2 separate regions of the Capra hircus genome follow, and region 1 is linked to region 2. The links are chromatin contacts, called in public Hi-C maps. All regions are on one chromosome and are shown on one strand. Each heading gives the region's core, a stretch centred on a gene start, on an enhancer-like site or on the middle of the called end of the contact. The rest is flanking DNA. Distances are from core to core; before and after follow the strand shown.

Region 1 (6,078 bases), core at 2,751-5,250, 83 kb before region 2:
CCGGCACTGGCAGGTGGACTGTTAACCATTGGACCACAGGGAAGCCCTCCGCTCGCTGATCTTTAAACAAAAGAAAAAGAAGAGCACTGGGACCGTTACTGGTGGCTGGTCTCCCTCGGCGTTTCACTGAAGCTTTCATCTTAGTGGCCTGGCAAAGGCGCAGAAACTGATGCCCTGTAAATAATGACACTCGGTGTTTATCCTTCTGCAGTCCAAGGGACTCTCAAGAGTCTTCTTGGGATTCCCGAGGCATTTAGAGACTTTGCCCCCTGGGACTGCTGCCCGTAAACTAGACCAGAGATGGGGGCTGGGAGATCCTGAGTTGGGGCTTATCAGGAACACACAGTCCAAGCAGAAGATCAGAATTCCGCCAGGAGCCCAGCATGCTGACTGAGGCTGGGGTCTTTGTTCTGTGCGATTCCCCCTTCTTGCTGATCCCCCGCCACCCCGCACCCTGTCTTCCTTCCTTCTTTTCCTATTGCCCTGTGTCCTTGCCCCCAGGGCTGGAGAATAGCACATTCTGACCATGGCCACTCCTTGTGGGAGCGGGGACCTCCCCTCCCTGGATCTTCAGGGCTGGCAGCTGGGGCTTTACGCCCAGCTGGGCCTGAGCAGCATCTGCCTCCAAGAGGAGGCTCTGCTCCTCCCTGCTCACCCCATGGCATTCTGACATTCTCAGGATAACTTCCAACCTTGGCGTTGGCTTTGGCACAGGCACAGGTGCCCGCTCGGATCCTGTGTCAGCATTCTCAGTTTGCCAGGGATTTTTTTGTACATCTAACCCTTATGACAGAAAGTGAAGAGGAACTAAAAAGCCTCTTGAGGAAAGTGAAAGAGGAGAGTGAAAAAGTTGGCTTAAAGCTCAACACTCAGAAAACGAAGATTATGGCATCTGGTCCCATCACTTCATGGGAAATAGATGGGGAAACAGTGGAAACAGTGTCAGACTTTATTTTGGGGGGGCTCCAAAATCACTGCAGATGGTGATTGCAGCCATGAAATCAAAAGACGCTTACTCTTTGGAAGGAAAGTTATGACCAACTTATACAGCATATTCGAAAGCAGAGATATTACTTTGCCAACAAAGGTCCATCTAGTCAAGGCTATGGTTTTTCCAGTGGTCATGTATGGAAGTGAGAGTTGGACTGTGAAGAAAGCTGAGCGCCAAAGAATTGATGCTTTTGAACTGTGGTTTTGGAGAAGACTCTTGAGAGTCCCTTGGACTGCAAGGAGGTTCAACTAGTCCATTCTGAAGGAGATCAGTCCTGGGTGTTCATTGGGAGGACTGATGCTGAAGCTGAAACTTCAATACTTTGGCCACCTCATGTGAAGAGTTGACTGATTGGAAAAGACTTATGCTGGGAGGGATTGGAGGCAGGAGGAGAAGGGGACGACCGAGGATGAGATGGCTGGATGGCATCACGGACTCGATGGATATGAGTTTGGGTGAACTTCAGGAGTTGGTGATGGACAGGGAGGCCTGGTGTGCTGCAATTCATGGGGTCACAAAAAGTCGGACACGACTGAGCGACTGAACTGAACTGAACCTCAGTGGATTCCGTAACCCGCTCACCTTCTCCCCCCGGGGGCCTCCCCACTTGCAGACCGTTCTCCTCCCTCGGATCAGGGTGGTCTGTGCCTGCCAGGCCTCTCCCTGCCCTTCCACCAAGCAGGAGGTTCCTCCTGCCATCTCTCTATCCTTCCCCTGAAGGGTGGCAGGGCTCGCGATCCAGCCAAGGTAAGGCAGCAGTGCCCTTTCACTGAGCACACTCACAAGGAGATTCCTCGCATCTCGTCTAGCTGAATTCTTTGACAGCTGTTTGCTTGCAGGCATGGCTGAACCACGCCCTTTGCTGCCTGTCTCTGACCCCTGATCCTACACACCAAGCCTAACTCAGCAGCCGTGAACCCCGAGGCAGACTGATCCTTCCTCTGGCAGAAACTGCACTGCCAAGTGTGTAGCAGAAGGGAGACGTCGTCAACCAAGAGGCGTCTCTCCCTCTGAGCAGCAGTTGGAAATGTGTTGATTTGAGCCGACAGGGGCTTGTAGAATCCATTCCCCTACAGAGAAGCTGGCGGGTGCCCCCTGAGCAGAATGCCAGAGCCAGCGTCGTCTTGGAGTCCCTGGAGCGCCGGCCTCCTTCCACATGGCCCCCAGCCAGGCCCTGCCAACCTGTGAGGCCCTCCAGACGCGGCTGGCTTGGCTGTAGTCTGCATTTGGGGGGCTGCGCATGAGCCACACAGGCATAGCCGGGTCAGCAGTTGGAAGTGGCTGTGTGACTGAGCATGTGGGGCAGAAATGGCGTGTGCCAGCAGCCCTGGGGTGCACACGTGTTTGTATGTACAAATAAAGGTCTGTTTTAGAATGGTCAGCTTCACAGACACAGGAACAAAGCTGCTTTCTCCTCTGAACTTAAATGATTTGGCGGGGTGGGGGGGGGGGGGTGGGGGGGGTGGGGGACGACACAATTTGTAAATTGCCTGGATATACTCAAAGAGACAGCAACTTGGCTTGGAGGAGCATCTTTGTTTTGGAGCATTCTGTTCCTGGCAGATTAAAATATGATGTCCTTTTTAAAAAGGAGGAGGAGGAGGAGGGTGAGCCGACCGAGGAAATTTCTATCTAGAGTCATGACTTTAAATGCCGTCCGAAATGTTCTTTGCCTGGATTTGGTTGTTAAAAAAAGAAGAATGGACATGAAGTTAACGGTTTCATTTATCTGGAATCCTTATTAATTGCTTTTAGGACATTATCTAGAAAGAGAGTAAAGAGGCATTCGCCAGACTCAGAGTATTAGGTTGTTGTTATTCAGTCGCTAGGTCGTGTCGGACTCTGTGACTCCATGGACTTCAGAATGCCAGTCTTCCCTGTCCTCCAGGGAGGATCCAACCCCAAACCCAACTTCCGCAGAATGCCAGGAGTACAGGAGGGGAGTGAAGTCCAGCACCTTCCACCAGAGGCCTGAAAATCACACGAAATCCGACTCCTCGTCCAGGGATCTGGGGTCCCATGGGTCCAGATGATCTCCCAGGGTGACAGTGAGCTCAAAGCAGAGCTCCTCCCCACGCCAGCAGCTCAGGGCAGGAGGGTGAGGCCTGACAGCCCGCCCTGAAATCACGGCCCCAGAAGCACGGGGTCCCCCCCCACCCGCCACCCCCGGTCAGGACCCTCGCGGTTCACGTGGTCTCCCAAGACCCCTCTGCCTCCCTGTTACTTCCTTCCCCAGATCTCCCCGCCCTGGGCCCCGTCTGTTCTTTTCCCGTCTTCTCAGGTGTCCCCTTTGTTTTGGAAAAACACAAGATGGGGCAGACATGCTCTGTGTAACCGGACCCAGACGCCGGCCCCACAGCGGGTAATCCTCTACCCCGGCTGCAGCCGGGCTAAGAGGCGAGGCTCCCGGGCACGCTTCTCATCACAGCCCAGACCCTTCTCAAAACTGGTGAGCACCTCAGTTTCCCGCTCCATCAAGCAGGAAAAACAAACTGTGCTCCCCAGCCCTGTGCGTAAAACTCAGAGGGGAATTTCCCTGGCGCTTCCCCTGCCAGGCACCCGGGTTCTAGCCCTGGCGGGGAGACTAAGATGCTGCAAACCTGGCAGGGCGCGGCCAAAAAAAAAAAAAAAAAAAAAGCGAACGACATTGTGAGACGTGTTCGTGGACAGCAGATGATTCTGAATGGCGCTGTGGGTTGTTTTCTGTTCTAGCAGCTGCCTGCCCTGAGCGTCTTTGTCCAGAGCGGTGACCGCTTCTAGTCCCGGGAAAGCTCGGACGCCCCCGCTCAGCCTCGCTGAGAGGGTCACGGAGGAGGGTCGCCTCCCTGACCCCCCGCTCTGTCCTTCTGCCCCCGCAGCTCCTCGCCGGCCCGGCAGCTCACCTTCCTGCGCCAGGGCCTCCTGAGCAGCGTCTACCTGCCCGTGGGCGACCGCCCCATGCCCCTGCTCCGGTGGCTGTTACAGGTGAGGACCGCGACTGCCGCTAGGTGGCGGGAGCGAGCCGGCCCAGCACCCGGGGGAGGGCCGCCGGCCGGCGGGGCGGGGCTCCCATCCTCCGGCCCGTGGGGCTGCTGGGTTGGTCCTCGCTGAGGCTGGAGGAGGGAGGGAGACTTGTGATGGAGTCAGGAAGGGGCAGGCACCGGCCTGTAGCCTCACGCCGGGACCCCCCAGCGCGTGTGCCTTGCACGGTGTTGCCTCTCTGTGATTCCCGCTCAACAGGTGCTCCCATTGTGTGCAGGCTGTTCTCCAGGCTCCTGGTCTGGGCCCTCGTCCAGCGGCCTTGCAGGTGTGAAGGCCCTCGTAGATCTGGAGCTGGGGTGCTCGCTGTGGAGTTGTGGTTCAGCTGGAAAAGCCTAGAACAGCTGCTGTCTTCCCCCCGCCCCCTTCCTTTCTGGTCACTGCCAGAACATTTTGCCTTGGCGGAACATGCTTTCTGCCCTAGGCTCAGAACCCTCACATGGAGAAAGACAGTGAGGAGAAGCCAGCAGGGAAAGCCCAGGCACCAGCTGCTGGGATCTGAATGCAGGGCACGGGGATGAGGCCTTGATCCCCACCCCGGACCATCTCTGCTGGGGACAGCAGGTCCCAAGCTCTAGCTGGTCTCATTCCTGCCAATTGGAGCCTAGACCCCAGCTGTAAATTAGACCCGCATTGCGAGGCAGATCGTTCTTGGGACTCCTCAGCCTCGGCAGACTGGCTGCCTTCCAGAAACAGCCCTCCAGCTCTCTCTCCTTCCCACTGGGGTCCTTCCCCATTGCCCCCCCTGCCGCTCCCCTAGGCCCCGGGCGACACAGGGGACACAGTGGCCATTCTTCCCTGTCCTGTCCTGCAGCTTTTCTCTGCCTGCACAGCACACGACAGACACAGAGCCGGTCTGAGATGCTGGCCACAGAGGGTCCTTGTGTGACCCTGGCACAGCATGGAGTGCACGAGCCCCGCCTGGTCTCCCCCCAGCCTCTGTCGCCTGTGGGGAGAAGGGGAGCCCCGCCTGGTCTCTCCCCAGCCTCTGTTGCCTGTGGGGGGAGGGGTGCGGCAGCAGAGGACCCCCAGCCCTGCGTCTCCACCCAGTACTGTGTGACGTGGGCCGTCATTTAACAGCAGCTCTGTGTCTCCGTCTCTCACTCGGTAAACTGGGCTCAGCAATCTCGCGTGAAGGTCGAGTGGGGAATTCCCGTGGCCTGCCTTGTCCTTCTGGTCCCGCCCGCTGCTCTGCTCAGGGCCTGGACACCATCGGGAAGGGTCAGGCTTTCCATCTTCAGAAAGGAGAAACAAAAGCTGAAGTCGGATCCATGCAAGGGGTGCACTTGGCCTTGGGGACGTCTTCTCGGGAAGACCCTGCCCAACATCTCTATCTCTGGAGGGAAGAAGGAGCAGGGCATTGATGTCTGCCACTCAGGGGACCACCCCGCAGGCCTTAGGGTGGGCTCTGACGCTCACTTCCGAGGTTCGGGTTCTCTTGCCGCTTGGAGCTCCTCTTCCCGCAGCAGCAGTAGCGCTCGTTCTCTCGCAGACCTCGGCTGAGGCCTGGCTGCACGCTGAGCTGCAGGGACAGGACGATTCTGGCAGCGGTGGCCCAGGTGTCCATTGAGGGCTTCCCCGGTGGCGCAGTGGTGAAGAATCCACCTGCCAATGCAGGAGACCGGGGTTCCATCCCCGGGTCGGGAAGATCCCCTGGAAGAGGAAATGGCAACCCACTCCAGTATTCTTGCCTGGAGAATCCCCGTGGACAGAGGAGCCTGGCAGGCTACGGTCCATGGGGTCTCAAAGCGTCTGACACGGCTGAGTGACACGCGCACACACACATCTCAGGTAGACATGGCTCCCTGTACTTCACGCTGTTGGTGAGGACTCCAGTTCAGAGAAGCGCAAATCCATGGGGGATCCCCGACGGTGCTGGGGGCCTCCTGTGAAGCTGCAGGGGTGATTCGTGGGATCCAAGGGCTGGGACAGCGCTGGGCCTCACAGGAGCTGGAATCACACTGGAGACAGGTCAGGATCTTAGGACAGACTTTGGCTTCTCTCTATGCCCCAGGCTCTCCATGGTCAAATAAACCCCCAGGAAGAAGAGTTAATTGGCCTATGAGGGG
Region 2 (6,582 bases), core at 85-2,584:
GGAACAGAGCCTTCCCTGCCCACCCCTGCTGATTCACTGGCTCACCCTCTATCTCCAGTATCTCCAAGGCCTCAGCTTTTTTTTTTTTTTTTTCTTTTTCTGGTGCAAAGGAGCTGGGAAATGCTGTGGCCAGTGCAGGAGAAGGGGCCTTTATGTATACCAGCAAAGACCCAATTGTTACTGAATCCAAACTGGACTGCTTTTCCCAATTATCTCCACTACTCTTCTGGTCTCTACTTTTTCTGATGCCAAGTTTTAACCCAGAACAAAAGCTCCTGTCGGGACTGATTTATAATCCAGATCTGCTGACAAGGCCCTAAAGGGTCCCTCCCCTCCAGGGCTGCACCATGCTTAAAGTTAGCACTCAAGCCACTGGGCCACCAGTCTCTTCACCTCTGCCCTTTGTCCCTAGCTAGGAGGTGGCATCTGTCTCCAGGTCCCAGTGGGGTAGCCTCCCTGGGGTTCTGCTGTTCACCCCCCAGCTCAGAGGACTAACTAGCTGGCAAGGAGGACAGCCCAGCACAGCCCAGGAGGCCAGAGCTACAAGGTACTTCTAGGAGCGGCTGTGGGCGGAGGCTCCCCTCAGCCCCTTTCATCTGAACATCAGGGCTCAGGTCACTTGCTCTTCAGCCTTCTAGCGGCACCAGGAGGAGTCATTTCCTGAGGGTACGCTCAGCACAACTGGAGTCGAGGGTGGTTTCACCCGGATCAGGACGAGGGGTCGCTGAGCGGGTCCCTTCTGGAGCCTGAGAAACAAGAGGCATAAGGTCTCCGGAGATTTGAGGCGGGGGTGGGGGGTGGGGGTGGGGGTGGGGTGTCCGTCTTCCTGGCTGGTGAAGTCCGTTCAGGTCTGATCGCAGGGCTCAGTGGGAGTTGAAGAAAGGAAACAGAATCGGGGGGCCAAAAGACCACTGGTGCGCCCCAAAGAGAAGCCTGGGATACTCTCCAGGAGGTGGCCCGCCCGCCTCCGTTCCAGTAACCATAGCGTGGGGAGCCTCTTAGATCCCTTCCCGAGCCGGGCTGCTCAGCTCGCACGGTTGGCTTAGGGGGACACTTCGGAAAAACCGGGTGAGTCCGATACCCGCCTTGCTAGGGCCCGATGTCCCTCCCCCGCCCCACCTCCCGGCGCGGTGGCGCAGATCTCTGCCGGGGGCCGCGGGGCGGCCTGGCACCGGGAAGGGCGGGGGTCCGAGCCCCCAGGCAGGGAGCAGGGAGGCGTGCGGGTCGCAGCCCCCTCCGGGGCGGGCCTTCGCGTCACGCCCCCGGCCTCCGACGACATCCCCCACCCCGCCTGACGTCAGGGGGGAGGTGGCGGAGAGCCTCGGCAGCGGCGGAGAAAGAGCCGGCGCCCGCCGCGGTGGCGCGGGGAGCCCGAGCCCAGGGGCGCCGAGCCGAGCCGGGCCGAGGGGCGGTGGCAGAGGGGCAGCGGAGCAGGGCGGGCAGGCACGCGCGGGCGGGCGGGCGGGCGGCGGCTCGCGGGCAGAGGCGGACCGTGGTCGGAGCCGAACGCGAGGGCGGCGCCCAGAGATTCGAGCAGCGAAGAAGAGGTGAGTGAGGCCGGGGTTGCACGGGGCCAGAGCCAAGGGGCTCTCCGGGGCCGCCGCTTTGTCCCCAGACTCGAGCAGGGGACGCTACACGCGCGAGGGACAGGGTCTGGGGGCGCAGGGAGGGGCGGCGGCGAGGACAGCTGTCCGCCCGAGCGCCTCCCTGCGCCTCCCGCGGGCTGCTTCGCGGGGGCTCGGGAGCGGGGCTAGTGGCGCCCGCAGCCCCAGCGTCCGGAGGCACGGACTGGCCAGGGGGGACGGGGCTCAGGGTTCGGGGGGGGTCCCTCGTACTGTCCGGTCCGCGCCCGCGATCTTTTCCAGGCCCCCGAACTGCCCCCGGCTCCCCCACCCCCGACGGAAAGTTTGGGGCGGGCTTGGACGGAGGCCGATGTTGTGAGATCGGATTTCCCTGCCGCGGCCCCCGGCCGCGCGCCCGCTCCGCTGGGGAGGCGGGCTGTCCTGGAAAGCCAGGCTCCAGAGCCGCGCCGCCCAGTCCCCGCCTGGAGCGCTCGCCCTGCAGCTGCTGGGGCGCCGTCCGCGGCCCGCCGCTCGGGGTGGGCAAGGGTGGGGGGCGCGCCGCCGGGACCCGCACCCCTCTACACACCGCCACCCCCGGGGCTGCCCGTTTCCGCCGCCCTGGGAGGAGTAGTGCCGGCAGAGCCTCGGAGCGCTGCGGGGTCCGGCCTGGGCCTGGGGTAAGGAATCGAGAGAAGGCTGGGAGTGTGTTGGGGGGACGGGTTGAGGGGTGAACGCATCCCCGCCCCCCTTCCACCCCCCGCCGCCCTTCCCGCGCTGGGGAACTGGGCCGACAGGGGGCGTCCGTCGGTCGGGCTCCGCCACGCTCCCAGCGCCTCCGCTTTGTTTGCATTCAAATCCCCGGAGCTGGGGGAGGGGAGAATCGCGGGGAACCCAGGACAGGGTCCCAACTGGACCCTTTGCTTTGGGGTGAACAGATCTTCAGCTTCTGTGTCTCTGTGCCCTGGAGGGCCGAAGCAGTGGACATTAATCCAGATGGCCTGCCCGGCCGGGGTCCCGGCGCGATCCCTGAGTTGGGAAGGCTCATCAGACCCCGGGAGAGCGCAGCAGGCGCTGGCCCTGCTCCGGGCGCCCCCGCGGTTCAGGAGGAACCCCCCGACGCTCCCCGCCAGGTCCTTACTTCCCCCCGCCCCCGCCTGAAAGCGCCGCAGGGAAGATCCCTGATGAGACCAGAGACCTGTCCCGCACCCCTCAGCCCGAGGGCTGGTGTCTCCTAGGAGGCTGTGCGTGGAACAGGATGAAGCCCCGGTATTTTCCACGCCCATCCCATTCCACTTCCTGCCTGCCTTCTTGGGCAACAAAGGGGCCTCGGGAAGCATGGGGCCCCTCCAGCTCCCGGCCCCACTTCAGCCCTGTGATGTGGAACGGGGTTTTGGGCTCTGCCCGGCTATTGTCTGCGCTGGGGGAGGGGAGAGGCTGGACCGCGACCCCCGCAGGCCTGATGCACCGAGTCCTCTCTGGGGGGCTTTTCCTACCGCCTGCCCCACTTACAGGTTCATCCCCTTTGGGCTGGCTGGAGCCCCAGTAGGGCCAGGTCCTGATCGCAGAGGTTATTTTAAGAAATCCTTCCAATCTGTCAGGCCCCAGTGGGGGAGGAGGGTCCTCGCTTTATTTTCTTAAACAACTTCCTGTAGAGGAAAAGTGGGGGAGGGCCGGAGGATCTTTGAGTGTCCACTCTTCCAGCTGACTCAGCTCTCCCCGTCCCCTCAGGGAGACCCCATGGTCCTTTGGAAGCTGTGGGGAAGAGGCCAGGTGTGGGAGGGGACGAGGTGGTGGCTCCCAGGGCTGGGGCGGCGGGGGGAGCCCTGGGCAGGCCTGATCAGACCTTCTGTCCTGTCCGTGCCTCCTGGCACGGCTTGTGCGGGCCCCCTTCCGGTCTGTTTTCTCTGGCTATGATTCTGACCCTTTCTCTTCCCCCAGCAGGGCAGCTGGCCTGGAGCTCAGAGCCGGGGCGTGTGCCATGGCCCCACACTGGGCCGTCTGGCTGCTGGTAGTGGAGCTGTGGGGCCTGGGCCTTGGGGCTGAGGTGTGGTGGAACCTGGTGCCCCGGAAGACGGTATCCTCTGGCGGTGAGTGTCTGAAGGCTTGGGAGCAGAAGGCCAGGAGGGACTGCTGGGGGAAGAGGGGTGCTAAGGAACTGCCTTCTGGAACGTCTGGCTTTATTCTGCAGTTGGGCTCAAGGCTCTCATGTACGTGACACAGCTTTCTAAGAAATGTGAGTGAGTGGCTCTAGGAACCCAGAACTGGTCGTCCAGGCCAGGATCTGGGGTGGCCCTCCTTATGCTTAGGACCTGGCTGCCTTGTTATCCAAGAGTGATCGTTCTGTGCCTCTCTCCCCACATCTCACTTCTGGAATTATCCCTAGCACTGAGAGCCTAAAGAGAGAAACCTGAGCCAAGATAAGCACGAAGCAAAGGGTGTTACCACCCACTCCCAAATTTTCAAGCTCTGTGCCCCCAGGAGCCCCCTTAGCAACCCTGATCCTGATATGATAGACTCTCTCCTTCTGCTGACCTGATACTCGTGCCATCTGATGGCCCTGGGTGGGGTGTGTGCGTGTGCACATGCTCCTGTGGGGGAGGGGGTCAGTGGCCTGACAGCCCTTCTGTGCACACACGCCTGTATGCAGAGGTGATGTCAGGTGTTTGTATCATCCCTGTGCTCTGGGGACCTGGGATGAGCTCACCTCCCACAGGCTCCTCTGTGCTAGCGAAGCCCTCCCTTGCTGGTCTGTGTCTGGGCCCATCGTTGGCTCCAGACACTAAGGGTGGTTTAGGGGGACCCTGAGGACAGTCCAGCAGCTATTTTGGGGGTTGACATGGGAATCCTGTGGCTACATGAATGTCGTGGCACCCTGCTCAACGGATGGCAACAGGTCTCCCCAGCCCCAGGCTGCAGCACTATCTCTGGTCCCCAGCCTCTGGTTTACCCCGCCCTCCCTGCCCTGGTCTCCACATTCCATGGCCCGCTCTGCTTGTACCCCTAGCAGCCTGCATTTGGGACCCACTGGAGGGAAGGGTTCTCTGAGACAAGGAATGCTCGCAACTTCCGTCCATCCTGCCCAGCTGGATCAAGGGCCAGGGCAAGGCTGGACCCTGGTGGGGGCAGCGGGCAGCAGAGCAGAGAAGGACGCAGCGGCGGAGGAAGCGAAGGCGGGATGGGGAGGTGGCTGCTGACCCTGAGAGTGAGAGCCACCAGGCTGATGGTTTCCTCTGGCTGAGATTTCCTTCCTTCCTTCCTCCTCTCCCGCCCAGATTTGCCTCCCTGGGTGGGGAAAGCCAGGGAGGCTTGGGTGGAGCTGTCAGAATCAAAAGCCTATTCAGAAAATGCCCCTTATTGCTGGTCAGAGGAGCTTGGCTGGCATCTGCTTGTGGGATGCTGGCTCTAATGTGCAGTGACCACTGCATAGAGGAGGGCTAATTCTGGGGGAGAGGGGATGCCTGGAGTCCCGGGAAGGTCCACTCACCCCAGCCCTGGTCACTCCGGCCTTGTCCCTGCAGAGCTAGCCACGGTGGTGCGGCGCTTCTCCCAGACGGGCATCCAGGACTTCCTGACGCTGACCCTAACCGAGAAGACGGGGCTTCTGTACGTCGGGGCCCGGGAGGCCCTGTTTGCTTTCAGCGTGGAGGCTCTGGAGCTGCAGGGAGTGGTGAGAGGTGGGGGAGCGGGAGGCACACAGGGGTGAGAGAAAGGACCTGGGGGCTTCGCTTGGACGGGCTGTCCCCTGGGCTTGGCCGCCCCCGCTCCATCCTCCCTGGTGAGCATGTCGCTTCGCCTGCAAGTCTGCAGCACTCGCTGGGACCGCTGTGCTGGGGGAGCAGGGGCCCTGGTCCTCTCTGGAATAAGCTCCCGGAGAGTGGGGACAGTGTCTTCCCACCCGGAGTCCCCATGTTGCTGCCACGAGCGGTGCTGATGACACATGCGTGGTGTGCACCTGCAGCGATGCTGACGTGTCCCCTCCCTGTCCTCAGATCTCATGGGAGGCGCCAGTGGAGAAGAAGGCTGAGTGTATCCAGAAAGGGAAGAGTAACCAGGTCGGCTCTCCAGGACCTGCTGGCGGGCGGGGGGCGCATGATGCACGCTCTTTCCGCTCCGTCCCAATGGTGGTCTGGGTCCCGGGGTCCCTGTGTTCCAGGCACTCAGACTAACAGATGCCCCTCTGTCCCCAGACGGAGTGTTTCAACTTCATCCGCTTCCTGCAGCCATATAACACGTCCCACCTGTACGTGTGCGGTACCTACGCCTTCCAGCCCAAGTGCACCTACATTGTGAGTGCTGCGCCCCTCCCCCAGCCCCCAGGCCTGTTCCTGTTGCATCCTCATGGCCGTGTCCCCTCCCCCAGGACATGCTCACCTTCACCCTGGAGCGGAGCGAGTTTGAGGATGGCAAGGGCAAGTGCCCCTATGACCCGGCCAAGGGCCACACCGGCCTCCTTGTGGGTGAGTGGCTGTCCCACTGCAGGTTGGGAGTCCCCAGGACTTGTTCCCGCTCCGGGACCACGTGGCCTGGGTGTCTGCACCTCGCTTCTGCATGGGCTGACCCCGTGTCTCCTGTAGACGGTGAGCTGTACTCGGCCACACTCAACAACTTCCTGGGCACGGAACCAGTCATCCTGCGGAACATGGGGCCCCATCACGCCATGAAGACTGAGTACCTGGCCTTCTGGCTCAACGGTGAGCCCTGAGAAGCCAGCTAGGTGTGGGAGGCACCTGGAGGGCCCGATGTCTGGGCTGACACACCTCCCCTTCCCCCCAGAACCTCATTTTGTGGGCTCCGCCTACGTCCCAGAGAGTGTGGGCAGCTACACGGGGGACGACGACAAGGTGTACTTCTTCTTCAGTGAACGCGCTGTGGAGTACGACTGCTACGCCGAGCAGGTGGTGGCCCGCGTGGCCCGCGTCTGCAAGGTATAGACCGCTGAGGCGGGCAGCCTTGGGTGCCCGGCAGCCCAGCAGGGCTGACCGGCCGCGGTGTCCCCTGCCGTTTGCCAGGGCGACGTGGG

Evidence for each region. Hi-C and Micro-C count contacts between places; a contact is called where the count stands out from the background.
Region 1: a contact with region 2 is called in a Hi-C map of blood, with 5 times the contacts expected there. The contact joins the enhancer-like site here to the promoter of SEMA4C in region 2. A contact is called at or near these places in 2 of 5 Hi-C or Micro-C datasets (both in blood).

Annotation. Positions count from the first base shown.
Region 1 is chr11:2,829,288-2,835,365 of ARS1.2, reverse strand. No RefSeq gene overlaps it. Among named protein-coding and RNA genes, the nearest start is that of FAM178B, 34 kb to the right of the region's middle. Within about 2 kb of position 4,000, at least 3 of the 5 cell types and tissues checked have an H3K27ac peak or open chromatin away from gene starts, as enhancers often do.
Region 2 is chr11:2,743,345-2,749,926 of ARS1.2, reverse strand. It overlaps SEMA4C (semaphorin-4C), which reads left to right and starts at 1,334. Exons shown (of 15, transcript XM_018054872.1): 1 at 1,334-1,547; 2 at 3,501-3,649; 3 at 5,081-5,229; 4 at 5,552-5,614; 5 at 5,750-5,848; 6 at 5,923-6,019; 7 at 6,137-6,253; 8 at 6,336-6,487; 9 at 6,572-6,582. The coding sequence starts at 3,541.